3 separate regions of the Mus musculus genome follow, and regions 1 and 2 are each linked to region 3. A link is a contact called in public HiChIP or PLAC-seq data. All regions are on one chromosome and are shown on one strand. The core of a region is the stretch at or near the end of the contact, and the rest is flanking DNA. Distances in the headings are between cores, read along the strand shown.

Evidence for each region. HiChIP or PLAC-seq counts read pairs in DNA pulled down with a chosen protein or histone mark.
Region 1: a contact with region 3 is called in an H3K27ac HiChIP or PLAC-seq map of embryonic stem cells, with 2.4 times the contacts expected there. The contact joins two enhancer-like sites. A contact is called at or near these places in 1 of 39 promoter capture datasets (3T3-L1-derived adipocytes), 7 of 115 datasets of contacts at active chromatin or transcription factors (bone marrow-derived dendritic cells, embryonic stem cells and stem cell-derived neural progenitor cells) and 3 of 9 other capture datasets (adipose tissue, liver and pancreatic islet).
Region 2: an H3K4me3 HiChIP or PLAC-seq map of embryonic stem cells shows a contact between it and region 3, with 5 times the contacts expected there. The contact joins the promoter of Fbxo5 here to the enhancer-like site in region 3. A contact is called at or near these places in 3 of 39 promoter capture datasets (the HPC-7 cell line, cranial neural crest and hippocampal neurons), 7 of 484 Hi-C or Micro-C datasets (embryonic stem cells, hematopoietic stem and progenitor cells, megakaryocyte progenitors and 2 more), 14 of 115 datasets of contacts at active chromatin or transcription factors (the 230-238 cell line, astrocytes, bone marrow-derived macrophages and 2 more) and 2 of 9 other capture datasets (adipose tissue and liver).

Annotation. Positions count from the first base shown.
Region 1 is chr10:5,770,816-5,775,196 of GRCm38.p6, forward strand. No RefSeq gene overlaps it. Among named protein-coding and RNA genes, the nearest start is that of Gm30617, 19 kb to the right of the region's middle. Within about 2 kb of position 2,981, at least 19 of the 459 cell types and tissues checked have an H3K27ac peak or open chromatin away from gene starts, as enhancers often do. A contact at or near this core is called in embryonic stem cells, where this site is marked.
Region 2 is chr10:5,802,746-5,806,840 of GRCm38.p6, forward strand. Fbxo5 (F-box protein 5) reads right to left here and starts at 2,720. Exons shown (of 5, transcript NM_025995.2): 1 at 2,514-2,720. The coding sequence starts at 2,592.
Region 3 is chr10:5,559,206-5,563,500 of GRCm38.p6, forward strand. No RefSeq gene overlaps it. Among named protein-coding and RNA genes, the nearest start is that of Myct1, 32 kb to the right of the region's middle. Within about 2 kb of position 1,521, at least 7 of the 459 cell types and tissues checked have an H3K27ac peak or open chromatin away from gene starts, as enhancers often do. A contact at or near this core is called in embryonic stem cells, where this site is marked.

The DNA of each region.
Region 1 (4,381 bases), core at 1,731-4,230, 210 kb after region 3:
AACAGATCTCAAATTAAAATGTACTCATGAAAAAAAAAAAAAAGCCAAATATCAAATAAATGTTTCCAGCTAGGCCTGAGGACAGAAGCTAGTATCCAACAGATAACAGTTTGTACTGCGGTCACTGGCAAAGCCGCCAGTCACTCCCTGTGGCATGAAAGTGGCACACAACAGACTGGCAAGGAGCAAAGAAATTCTGAGGTTTTGTGTATGGGTAGACAATGGGGGCAGCTGCATCAGGCTTGGACTCTAAACACTGAAGCACAAACCAAAACCCACAGTCAAGAAGACTCACAGTACTGAAGCCAGACCAAGAGAACCTGGCCTGGGAGCTGCTGGCACTGAGGTTCTTGTCCATGCTGGGCTTGTTCCCAGGAGAGATGGGATCAATGTCCCTGAGGCAATGTAGACTGAAATGGAGGATAAGAGGTCCCAGTGGTTTCAGCTTTGGGGGTTAGAAAAGAAAGACAAGTAGACCATTGCAAAGCACAACGTTTGCATAGCCTAGCACAAATTCATTAAAGATACACAAGTTTTAGTTGGGCCTGGTAACACAGGCCTAAAACCTCAGCTGTTTAGTAGAGAGAGGTAGAGAACTTGCATACTCATGAACTATTTGTGTTACAGAGCAAGTTCCAAGCCAGCCTCCACAACTTCCTTAGACCCTGCCTCATGATCAAAGGAGGGCTGTCAATAAAGTTTGGTCATAGAATACTTAGCCACCACATGTCAGGCCCTACATTCAATACCTGGTACTGAACAGAAGTTCACATCTAGATTCAGAGTACATGGACTAGAAGTTTATGAGAAGAAGCATCATATCTATTTTGTCCAGTTATAGCCAATGCTCAACACAGTGAAGAATATGAAGAAAAACATCACACAAACACTTGTACTTGTTAAAAGTTAAAACAACTAGTAATAGTTATTGGTTAATTCAAATATTGTTGTCTTTCTTCTCAGAATTTCTAGTTGCTTTTCTAAAGACATTTTATATGCCCTTCAGAAAGCTTAATCTAAATTTTAATTATTCAAGAAACATGGGTTATCTTTTTTCCCCCTTGGAAGATAATTTTTAGTCAATTTTCTGCTCCTTTAACTGTAAGTTAACATTAAGGGAGAAAAAAAAAACTATACCATTCCATTATACATAAATCAGTTAGTGAAGTCTACCATAAGATTAATCTAGCCATGTCCTTTTAATGCATAAAGGCCTCTAATGAACATGACCAAGACAGTCATTTTTTTACTGTCCCAACAATATGCTGGAGGTTGTCAGGAAGCACAGCTGATATTCAGTGCTCTCTGATCTATAGTCACCACTGCCCTGCCTGCAACTCCTGTCCACCAGTGTGTGTGCATATGTGTGTATATATGTGTATGTGCTCACATGTGTACATATATAAGTAAACTCAAACAGAATATTTTTAAGACTAACAAGAAATATTGCAACAGTGTAAATTGAATCTGGTATGAACTCATAATTGGGTATGGTGAAAAAAAAGTTTGTTAAAATTGATTATAATTTATTATTTCTGCTTCATTCCATTCTGGACTCTGTTTTGGAAAGGCCTGCATCTGCCTTCTTTGAGGCTGAATCTCCTCTGCTTAATCAACTTCTGTACTCATCAGGGTTCTCTAGAGACACAGAACTTATGGATGGTCTCTATATAGTAGAGGAATTTGTTGATGACTTACAGTCTGCAGTCCAATTCCCAGCAATGGTCAGCAGCAGCTGTGAATGGAAGTCCAGGGGGTCTAGCAGTTGCTCAGTCCCACAAGGCAAGCAGGCAAAGGAGAGAGTCCAGCACCGCATGTATAATAATCTCTTGAATGAATGGATGGATGAATGAATGCTCAACACCCGCTGTCACTGAAGCTGCTTGTTTCTAATCTCCATTCCGACAGCTCACTCCAGAGTTCTGCCGTAGACCCTCTTTGGTCCCTGTCTGTGTAGAACAAGTCTCTGGTTGTAGATGGACAAGGAGTCGGTGAATGACAAACAGAAGTGACACAAGAGATTGTGTAGAATCTGAATGTATTGTCACAAAGTGAACACCAATCTTATATAATACAGAAAACAAAGGGGTAGGGTGTCACAGTAGACAAAGTACATTGCAGTTATCTGACACAAAACAGAGGAATGACTTCAAGAAGACTTACAGGAACCAGGTAATATTTACAGTAAAATAAGAGAGCCCTGCCTAGGGTCAGCTAATGACAGGTGAGGATTTCACACCCTAGTCACAATTTGTGCTACTCTTTGAGCCTTGTGAAAGCTAGCACTAGGGGGTTCTGCTCTAGCAGACCTTCTCATGAATAATGCAATACCACAAACCTCCTATTTCCTAGGCCTTGATAAATTCTTGTATGAGTGTAACTTGGCTGTTCTTTTAAGTATCTGTGGAGAATCTCCATTTGTCAGAAGAATTCACCAACTTGCTTCTAATATGCAATGCAGCCTGTTATACCTGGCTGTAGAGAAGATTCTTGTTTAAGTGGGATTCCCTAACTCTTACATGGTAAACCCACCTATTAGCTAGGCCATGGTGTATTCCCTTGTTTGGGTGAGACTGGCTACTGTCCTAAGTAAACACTCTGCAGACTAGCCCTGAGCTATTCCAGCTCTGTTCTTTGTAATGCCTAATTAGTTTCACTGTCTCTACTTGAAGTAAATTTGAATGTTACTGAATAGGTAACCTCACTGGATTTCTACTGAATTCCAAGCTCATCCGGCTTCAAGGATTTTCTGGGACGTTGGAACACTGGCGAAGGCTTAGCTATGTCAGAATTCAATCTTTAACGGCGTGGATCCATACACCAGACTAACACGGGGATAGAGTATGAGTATATGGGTTATGAGAATGCCTGGTTCCAGGAGGTTGAGTTTCCTTGAAACTCCCTGCCTCGTGAGTGCTTCCAGGCCTCTCAGCTGCCAAGCAGACTTCACTGGAGTGTGTAGCAGAGCTCTCTGAATTCAGAGGGCTTTGTCTAGAGAAGGCTAGCCTGTATTCAGATAGTAATTACCCTCACTCCACCTCTCCAGTGCTCTCAAATGCCTTTAAATCAATGGCTGCTCTTGCTTTCTGAGTTTTTTAAAACTATTGTAAACATTATAAAAAATCTTTGGGGATAGAGAGATGTCTCAGTACTTGAGAGTGCTGGCTGTTTTCCAGGTGATTGGGGTTCAATTCAAAACACTCTCATGTTAGTCAACAACTATCCAATGCCTTTCTCTGGCCTCTATGAGCACTATACACACATGGTGCACAGATATACATGCAGGCAAACACCCATAAAATAAAAAAATAAATTAATTTTTATGAATTAAAAAATAAATTCTTAAAATAGAAACATATAGTGTGTTCTACTAATTAAGAAGAATTCACCAACTTGCTTGTAGCCTTCTATGCCTGGCTGTAGTGAAAATTCCTGTCTCAGTAGGATTCCCTAACTCTTACATGGTAAACCCACCTATCAATTTCCAAAGTTCAAAACAAGATAAAAATAATATTTTGACAAATAAGTTAGCTGTTCTTGCCACACATAATACCTATGGATGGCATTTGGTCAGTCTAATAATATACTTGATATTTTTTTTTTTTTTTTTTTTTGGTTTTTCGAGACAGGGTTTCTCTGTATAGCCCTGGCTGTCCTGGAACTCACTTTGTAGACCAGGCTGGCCTCGAACTCAGAGATCCACCTGCCTCTGCCTCCCGAGTGCTGGGATTAAAGGCGTGTGCCACCACGCCCGGCTTATACTTGATATTTTTTAGATTTTATTATTTTATGACTTGTGCAGACATCATGAAATAATAGAATGGCTCAATTAATGCATGTTGGTATCATAAGCAAGAAAAACATCTAACTTTGAGGACTTCCAGAATTTCATTTTTGGTAGAACATGATTTTAATATTTTCAACTGTTAATATTCAACAAAGAGATAGTCATTTTCAGATATATTTCATTGTTATGTCTCCCTTTTCATTTCTGATTTTATTAATTTGGATATGTCTCTGTGCCCTTTGGTTAATCTGGTAAGGGTTTATCTATCTTGTGGATTTTCTCAAAGAACCAGCTCATGTTTTTTTGATTCTTTGTATAGTTCTTTTGTTCCTATTTGGTTGCTTTCAACTCTGAGTTTTATTATTTCCTGCTGTCTACTCCTTTTGGGTGTATTTGCTTCTTTATGTTCTGGAGTTTTCAGGTGTGTCAATCTGCTAGTATAAGCTCTCTTCAGTTTCTTTTTGGAGGCACTTAAAGCTATGAGTTTTCCTCGTAGGAATGCTTTCATCATGTCCCATAAGTTTTGGTATGATGTGTCTTCATTTTCATTAAATTCTAAAAAACCTTTCATTTCTTTCTTTATTTCTTCCTTGA
Region 2 (4,095 bases), core at 1,470-3,969, 240 kb after region 3:
ACAGTTCCAGGACGCCACACCCCATCTAGCTATCATTTCCATAGGCTTCCTTAGAACTAATGAGCCAAGCCTCCTCTCCTCCACTAACTCTTCTCTGTGGGCACAGCAGGCGTCATGCTGCACAGGTGAAGCTGATGGGGCAGCACCCCCCCACCCCCGCCGTCCCTCCCTTCCCTGAGTTCCCTTAGTCAGTTCCTCTGAACTGAGACTGAGACCACACGGCCTCATTTCTTTGAGACAGAGGACTTGCAGGAGCAAGAAAGCCATAGGACAGGCAGCTCCGGCATCAGCACAGGGAGATGCTCTCCGTCTGCCTGTGCAATGTTTACCTTTGGCCCGCACTGCTCTAATTCTCATCTCACAGCTGTCCCAGCTGGCCTGGGGCTGCACTGCACATGCTGACATCATTTTGATTTTTAAGTATTTTTTCTTTTAAACTTCTCCAGACTACAGGACTCTGTTTTCTAAATTAGAGAGAAGTATCAGAAGATAAGAGTCTGGACCTTAACACACACACAGCTAAATCCATCTGAGAGCAAGAGATTTCAATTTCTAAGTGCTCCAAAACAGTAAGAAATATTTTATATTATGTTCATGTTAGGTAGACACAAAGGCAGATTAAGGAATTCCATACTCCCCCAATCAAACAAATGTGGGGTACATATCTAGTCTTGCTATTTTCATCTGATATCCACTTAATGGCAAAAACTTGGCCTCAGTTTTCCCACCCACAAAATGGGGAAGAAAACAAAACTGGATTAAATGGATGATCTAATTAAAAGCATCTGTTTATCTAGTTAAATCACAAAAAGGCAAACTTGCTGGCATTTCTTACACTGAAAATCAAGATAAATTCCACAAAAGCACAAATGAGGAGGCAAAACTTCAAATGAAAGAATCTCTGCGGAGCTTTCTGACCAGCTTATTCTATTAGGTTTTGGGGAGGGGGCTGTCCTTAAATGAACTTACAGATAAAACGAAAAATATTTCAATGTTTTAGAACTCACATTAGCACCCCTCAGCCAATCACGGGATGGGGGAAAGGTGGAGAGCTAAAGTGCACCAAGTCTGGCCTTTCATTTAACTTATAAACACAGGCTTTACACTCCAGATTAAAGACTGTAATGAAAGCTGGCCTTAAAGTCTTAGCTCTTCCATATGTTAACTAGGTTTCAGTCTCAGTCCCCAGCCATGTGGCCAAGGTCAAACACCATCCCTTCTTTGTGCAAGGGTGAGGAAAGGTGATTGAAAGTATAAGCCAAGAGAAAACCTTTAAGTCTACTTTGAAAAATATTTAAATGTTCTAATTATTTTTTAAGGTTTCTTCAAGGCTGTAAACCCAGTGGGGGAGGGGAGTTGGGGGCAGCAAGCATTTCCTGAGGAGGAAAGCTGAGCAAAAGAATCCCTTCGTAAACCATTAAATTTCTTATTTTCTAACGGAGACTCGGGTACTCTTTTACAGACACATTCTGCTAAGCTAGTACTTTCTTCTCTTCAAGACTTAATTCCTTTTCTGATGAAGAAAGATTATTGAGGATATATATATATATATAGAGAGAGAGAGAGAGAGAATGAATTACCTCTTCCTTCAGTTGGAAATTTTCTACGATAGAACCGATGCATCTTTCATTGAGATGCCAAGAAAGATAAAAAATTAATAAGAAAATAAACAATTGATTCTCTCTGCTCACCTAAACGTTGGAAAAAGTGACCATTAATTCTTCAAAACACCCGAAAATTAAACAATCCCTCCTCGATTCTTTCATCAGCTAAACACTACAGGCAAACTCACCGTTTTGGAGGAAAAAGGGCGCTTTTTAAAAGGCCCTGCTGACTCCAGGCCTTGAGACTTACTGAGAAGCAGCAAAACAGGGGAGGAAAAAAAAAACTTTTTCCATTTGGTACAGTGGGCAGGCGGGGGCTGGGGGGTCCTTTACATTTGGCGGGAGCTGAGAAGGAGCCCCTAGAAATGCTGAGGGGGTCGGTGGTGGGAGGTGCCCCGAGGGCGCGGTGCACGAGGGAAGGCGGGAGATAAGCGCGGAGCTCAATCTCCCGCGCTCTCCAGCCAGGGCTCTGAGGGCAAAAAGTTACGGAGACTGAGTATGGATGTGAGATAGATGAGTTGTGAAATGGGGGGCGTAGAGGCTAGAGATGGGGCCATCTGGCCAGCTTGGAGTCCCACAGTCCTGTCACAGCTCGAGCATGAGTTGAGGAGGGGAGAGGAGGGGGCATTTGGCGCCCAGGCAGGGGGTGGGGTGGAATGCGGCGCGCAGAAGCCACTACCTTGCACGTCCCCAGTGCAGGGTCTCGGGGTGGGATGGAATAGTAGGACCCCGTACAAGGCCGACCACATCTGTCCCACTCTGCACCAGCCACCCTTGCTCCGCGCCTTCCTCCCAGTCCCGGGCCCAAATAGGTCGCCTGAGGCCCGGAACACCGTGATCTGCAAGCACCCAGTTTCTGAGGCTGCCGCCACAGAGAAAGGATTCCCACGATGCCCGCCTCACACTCACCGTCCACGGTAGTCCGCGCGCCAAGACGGCAGGGACAGGAGGACGGCCGGCGCAGGTCACTGCAGGTGCGCCGGCTCATGCCGCAAAACTCGGGCTCCAATGCTGGGGAGGTGGCGGCGACGACAGGAAAAAGGTGGCCGGCCAGACGAGGCGCCGAGCCGCAGCTCTTAAAAGGCGCCAGCTGGTACTTTTAAAATCTTTGAATTTGGTGCCCAAATCAGAACAGACCAATGGGGCGCGGCGTTTGCACAAGCGTGCCAATAGGCAGGCGGCATGAGAGGACGCCCTCGCTCGCCCAATAGGAGGGCGCGGGGGCGGAGCCAGCCCTGGAGCCTGGGCTCCTCCCACACGCCCAGATCCTCGCCTCCCCAAAGTTGCTGATGGAGCTGGCAAGCACGCCCATGTAGGCGTGGCCTGTGAAGGCGGCTGGTCCTCTGCGCAAACCCGCCATGCTGCCCTCTCCCCGCACCCCCCCTCCGTTATCCCGCGAACCGGCTTCTCCAGAGTCCTCATGTCCTGGGGACAGCTCCGACTTCTGCCTGAAAGTCTGTGATGGACACAGGCGGGCCCCCAGTCTTCCTCCATCGTCTGTTACGAGCGAGTTTGCAGAGCTGCAAACCCGCCACTCTGAGTGCACACCTTCCGGAAAACAAGCCCTTCCCCTGGCTCCGGACCCGCCTCTCTAGGATTTAGGCGCGCTCTACTCTCCCTCCTAAATTGGCTCCACCCCCTGCCTGGAGCTCCTGCGCTTGCGTATTGCGCGGCCGCCACTACGGAGTTGGCGGGTTGGCGCTTGCGCGCGAGGAGCCTGGCGGTTCCCTCCGGGCGGGGCGGACTAGCTGGGGGGGACATGTGACCGGAGAACCGCCCTTGCCCTGGGGATGGCGCGCAGCAGGACCCCGGCGTCCCTTTGCTTGGCGCCTTCCGAAGGCTGAGGGCGCGGCCTAACTTAGATCTGGCCATTGCATTCTTTTTTTCTTTTTTTTGGGTTGGGGGCGGGGGGGCCGGTTCGAGACAGGGTTTCTCTGTATAGCCCTGCTTTGGCCATTGCATTCTTTTGGGTTTTCAACCACCACGAATTCTTAAAAGTGTTAATTTGTATTTTATTTTATGTGTTCTTAACCTTCGTTGGCTAGGCTCGACAGCCGACCTGTTCCCCTAAATAAGTCAGACTCCCGTCTCTTTGGGGTGGAGCGCCCTGGCTGCGTGGATATTTTTATATCAAAGGCGAGAGTGAAAGTATTATTAAGTCTGATGGTGAGCTATAGTGCACCACTAATGATGCTGGGCATGCACGTCTTGAATTTATTTCTAAGTGGTGACAATACACTTAACTTCTTTTCAGACTACAGAGCAGTAAAGCTACAGGATATGCCATTTCCCTCTTGCTTTTCTGCAAGAGCATATGACTTTCTGTTAGTGTTCCATGCAGCTCCTGTGTAAAGCGGGACCAAGATTGGACTGAGTCATACAAACGTTGGGTGGATCCAGTTTTTATCAAATTCTTTTTGTTTATCCCTAGTTTTCTGGCATTTTCACGTTTGGAGTGTTGCAAAAAAAATAGTGATGTAGGTGGTGTTGC
Region 3 (4,295 bases), core at 271-2,770:
GTCCTTAATTATCCCTTCAAAGACTCTGACACCAAGTACAGACGTTTTAGGGTTAGAGCTTCACATGCAAGCCAGGAAGGAGGCATTGTTCAGTCCAAAAGGGAGGGATGCAAAGATATCCTTGAGTTCCTCGATGAGAGACAATGAGTGCTGAAATAAGCTGATGGCAGTCGAAAGGCAAAGGAGGTGATCAATTGTAGACAGCATTTCACAGGCAAAAGCTGCAGCCACTGAGGCAGCAGGGCCAAACCTCCAATGCTGAGTCTGGGGAACAAAGAAAATAACTCTGTGTTAAGGAAAAGATGGGGCTATGTTCACGTGTATTTCTGCATTTTCGCTCCACCCCTCTCTGTTTTTGTTTCTTCTATTTTCTCCAAACTGCTAAGTTAGCAGAACATCTGATCTTCATGCCTTCCTTAAGACAATCCCTGGAAACAAATTTCCCTGTCACCCTGGTGACCCTCTGCTGTCCCTTCTGCCACTTTCTGCACAGCCACCACAGTTGTTCTTTATCTGCTTACCGGTTCCTCTGGATTTTTTGGTTAATTTTCCTCCTTCCAGTATCTGCTGTCCTGTCTTACTCTGTCTGTATTGTCCTTAGGAATGCTTAGGTCTGGGACAACAGGGAAAAGCATTTACTACCAAACCTGATGAATTACATTTGCTCTGTGGGGCCCACAAGATACAAATAAAGAACTGATTCCAACAGTTTGTCCTCTAACCTTCATGTAGATACCCACAGAAATACACACACACACACACACACACAGAGAGAGAGAGAGAGAGAGAGAGAGAGAGAGTGACAGAGACAGACAGATAGAAACAGATAGAGACAAACAGATACATAAACACACACATGCACAGACATACACCTACACAGACACACATATCACATGCACATATATACATATGTTTTAAGAATCCTTATGTCTAACATTTTGCTTGAAGATTTAGATAAGAATCATTTTAAGGCAATCTATTTTGTAGGGAAGAAACGCAAAGATTTACAAACTATGCATGCACTGAGCTCTTCGAATGCTTTCTCCCAAGGAGTCATTAAATTATGAGTAAATTGATACAAATTCAAGAATGTGGAATCCACAAGAGTCATTTAAAATATGAATAAATGAATACAAATGCAAGAACGAGGTAATCCACATAAAATGCTGTGATAAAGAGGACTTAAGATACAGTATGAATAGTTGTTATGATGTAGATTATGATTTAAGATGTATAATTTGAGGGTCTTTGTCCAAATCTGAGATGTTTTCACAAAAGCAACACTTTCTACACAGCACTTCTGAATTATCAAAAAATTTTGATATGTTTTTCCCCCCCCCGAAGTCAGCATCCCATGTTCTAAGTCTCCTGAGCTGGAATGAGGTTTAAAACCTACACTATGGGTGAAGTCTACCAGCAGTTCAGACACAAAGCTACTTGGAGACTGGATACAAAGAATACTGTATACACTGTAGCCAACACCCTGAGGTGAAGGTTGGTCATAGGACTTGTCCTCCAGCAACTTCAGTCATATGTTAATTTCTCTTTCAAGCAGCAGAGGAGAGCGTCTGTTGACCTTGCCTACAGAGTTGATGAAACAGAGCAATATCAGGACATTTGGGAAAGAAACAACATATCCACCGTGAAATTTCTCACACCCCTCCTCCCCAGTACACAAACCAAACTAAAGCAGACGAGACAAAACAGCAACCAAAAAGAGCTGTGGGGTGTGAGTACAAATGGCTTTTGCTTAGATTTTGAACACCATGGTCCCAGTAGACATAAAGAAAAAAAATTTTTGTTTCCTATTATTTGACAGACACTGAAATAAATACTCGCCTGTTGTCTGTGTCTTGATCTATTCATTGCTGACTCTACCTGCCCTTGGGGGTTGGAGATGAGCTGGGGCGGAATCAACAACATAGACTCTGGGAGCAGGTGAAAAATGCCCAAGCAAGCTCATCTGAACACTGCTGCAAGCTCCTTTGATACCCTCAAGCCATGCCCACGGATCCCCAGAAAGTATCTCTTCTAAACAGCAGTTCCCGATTAGCCTGCATTGTTTGCATCAGCAATCCTTGGTCTCTCAGTCAGTCTTCAATTAGGTCCTCTTGCAGGAGATGCCTTTATGACTGAGTGGCCCCAGGCGTTTACTTATAGGTGGCTGCTGCCTGTCCTCCTCAACTCGTCCTCAAATTCATCTCCAGCAGCAGAGGCTCACTGGCACTCCACAAGAGGTTTATGGGTAGATACTCCTAGCAATATTAGAAATAATTTCACTTATTTGTTACATGCAAGCCAACCTACTAAAACTGGCAAAACATAAGCATGGTGTATAGATGGATATTGTGCACTGATTTACAAAAAAAAAAAAAAAAACAAAAAACAAAAAACAAAAAAACTTCAAGCATTCACAGAGAATAAACCACATAATTACCATTAACCCAGTTAAAATTGTCTAATTAACTATAATCCACAACTACAATACTGTATTCTCTTTGTGGGCATGTTTGTGTAAGTACATGCTAATGTGTGTGTTTGTGTGTTCATGTGTGCATATGTATGTGCACACATGCAGAAGCCAGAGGACAATGTGGGCAGTCTTTCTTTTTTGTTTTCTCCCATATTTTTGAGACAGTCTCTCACTGAAGGAGGAGCTTATGGTTTCAGCTAGGCTGATTGGTCAATGGGCTCCCCTCCTGCCTCTGATTTCCCAGTTGTGGGATAATAGACCTGTACTGCCACACCTAGCTTTCAAGTGGATGCTGAAGATCCAAACTGAGAGGTCCTCACGATCGCCCAACAAACCCTTTACTGAGAGTCTTTCTCCTCAGGCCTCGTGCTTTTTCCTCTTCAATGTGTAGCTCATTGCCCTCATCACCTTACGGTTTCCTAGTAAAAACTGTATTTTCTACTTAATTTCTATTTGTTCTTTCAATAAAAACAAAAGTAAAACAAATATGTGGAACAGTGGTGAAAAGTTAAATAGAAGATAAAATCATCTTAGGCAGCAATACAGTAACACTAATCCTTAAAGAAGCTTAATTTTAAAAATTATTTCTCTTTACCTCATTTTTTTTTTTTTTTACCTTAGAGTAAAAAGAAAATTAGACTCTTCGGCTATTGATTTTTTGTCTCTTCCAGCGCTCCTAGGTTATTTTTATTTTGAATTGTATATTTTCAAAATATTTACCAAAATGTACACTAATTTTTTTTAAATCAAATGATTATAGACTTGTGGTATGGGAAAGAATAATCCTTCATCCTTACTTCTCCTGATTCTTCTTCTCTTGGGGTATAATATCTGAAAAAAAATAGCGGTGTTTAATTTATATTTACCTTCCTCTCTGTAAACAAGCTCATGTTCATTCTTGAAGTTTAGAAACATTTATCTATGTGCTTTGCCTGTGTGCATGTTTGTGTATCATATGCATGCCAGTGGGAGGCCAGAATAGGGTATTGGGTGTCCCAGAACTCAAGTTACATGCAGACAGATGTGAGCTGCCATATAGGTACTGTGACCAAACCCAGGTTCTCTGGAAGAGCATGTGGTACTTTTAATGACTGAGGCACATCTCCTGCCCCAAATTATTGATTTTACTAGTTCAGGAATCATCTATTGAGTTCTCATCATAGAAGCTGAGCAGTTAATTCTAGCTCCAGGCTCTTGTCTATCTCGCTTGTACAATTATATTTCCTGGGCTTATGATAGGTCTACTCTGATGAAAGCCCCTGATTTGATGTAACCTCAGCAGGATGTGTTCATATGCAATGACATCTCAGCACAAGTCTTTGTCTTGGAGCTAATAGTTCTCTATTATTTGTTCTTTTTAACGAAATGTTGAAGTTCTAGATCGATCCTTATATTGCCATCCACCTACCTAGGCTGTCCATATTTGACAAGTGTGATACCAGGACAACGTTTCTGCTATCACAGGAACAACTGTGCTATGATATCAGGTGAGTCACACTCCTTGAAAACTACAATTTAATAAATTTAAGGTGTGTACTCTTTATAAAAGATGTCTGGAAGATGGGGAAATGGCTCAGTAAATAAAGCACTTGTCATACACTCATGAGGACATGAATTCAAATTTCAGAACCCATGTGCAATTGAGCATGGAAATGTTCCACTCTAATCTCTTGCCCTAGGGTTACTAAGGCAAGATGGAAGGAAAGTCATGGGTCAGATAGCCTCAAGTCAGCAGCAGTGGACAAAAGAGCTTGTCTCAAATAATGTATAAGACAAGAATGCAGAGTCAATATAGTCCTGTGAGCACCACATAACAAGCTAC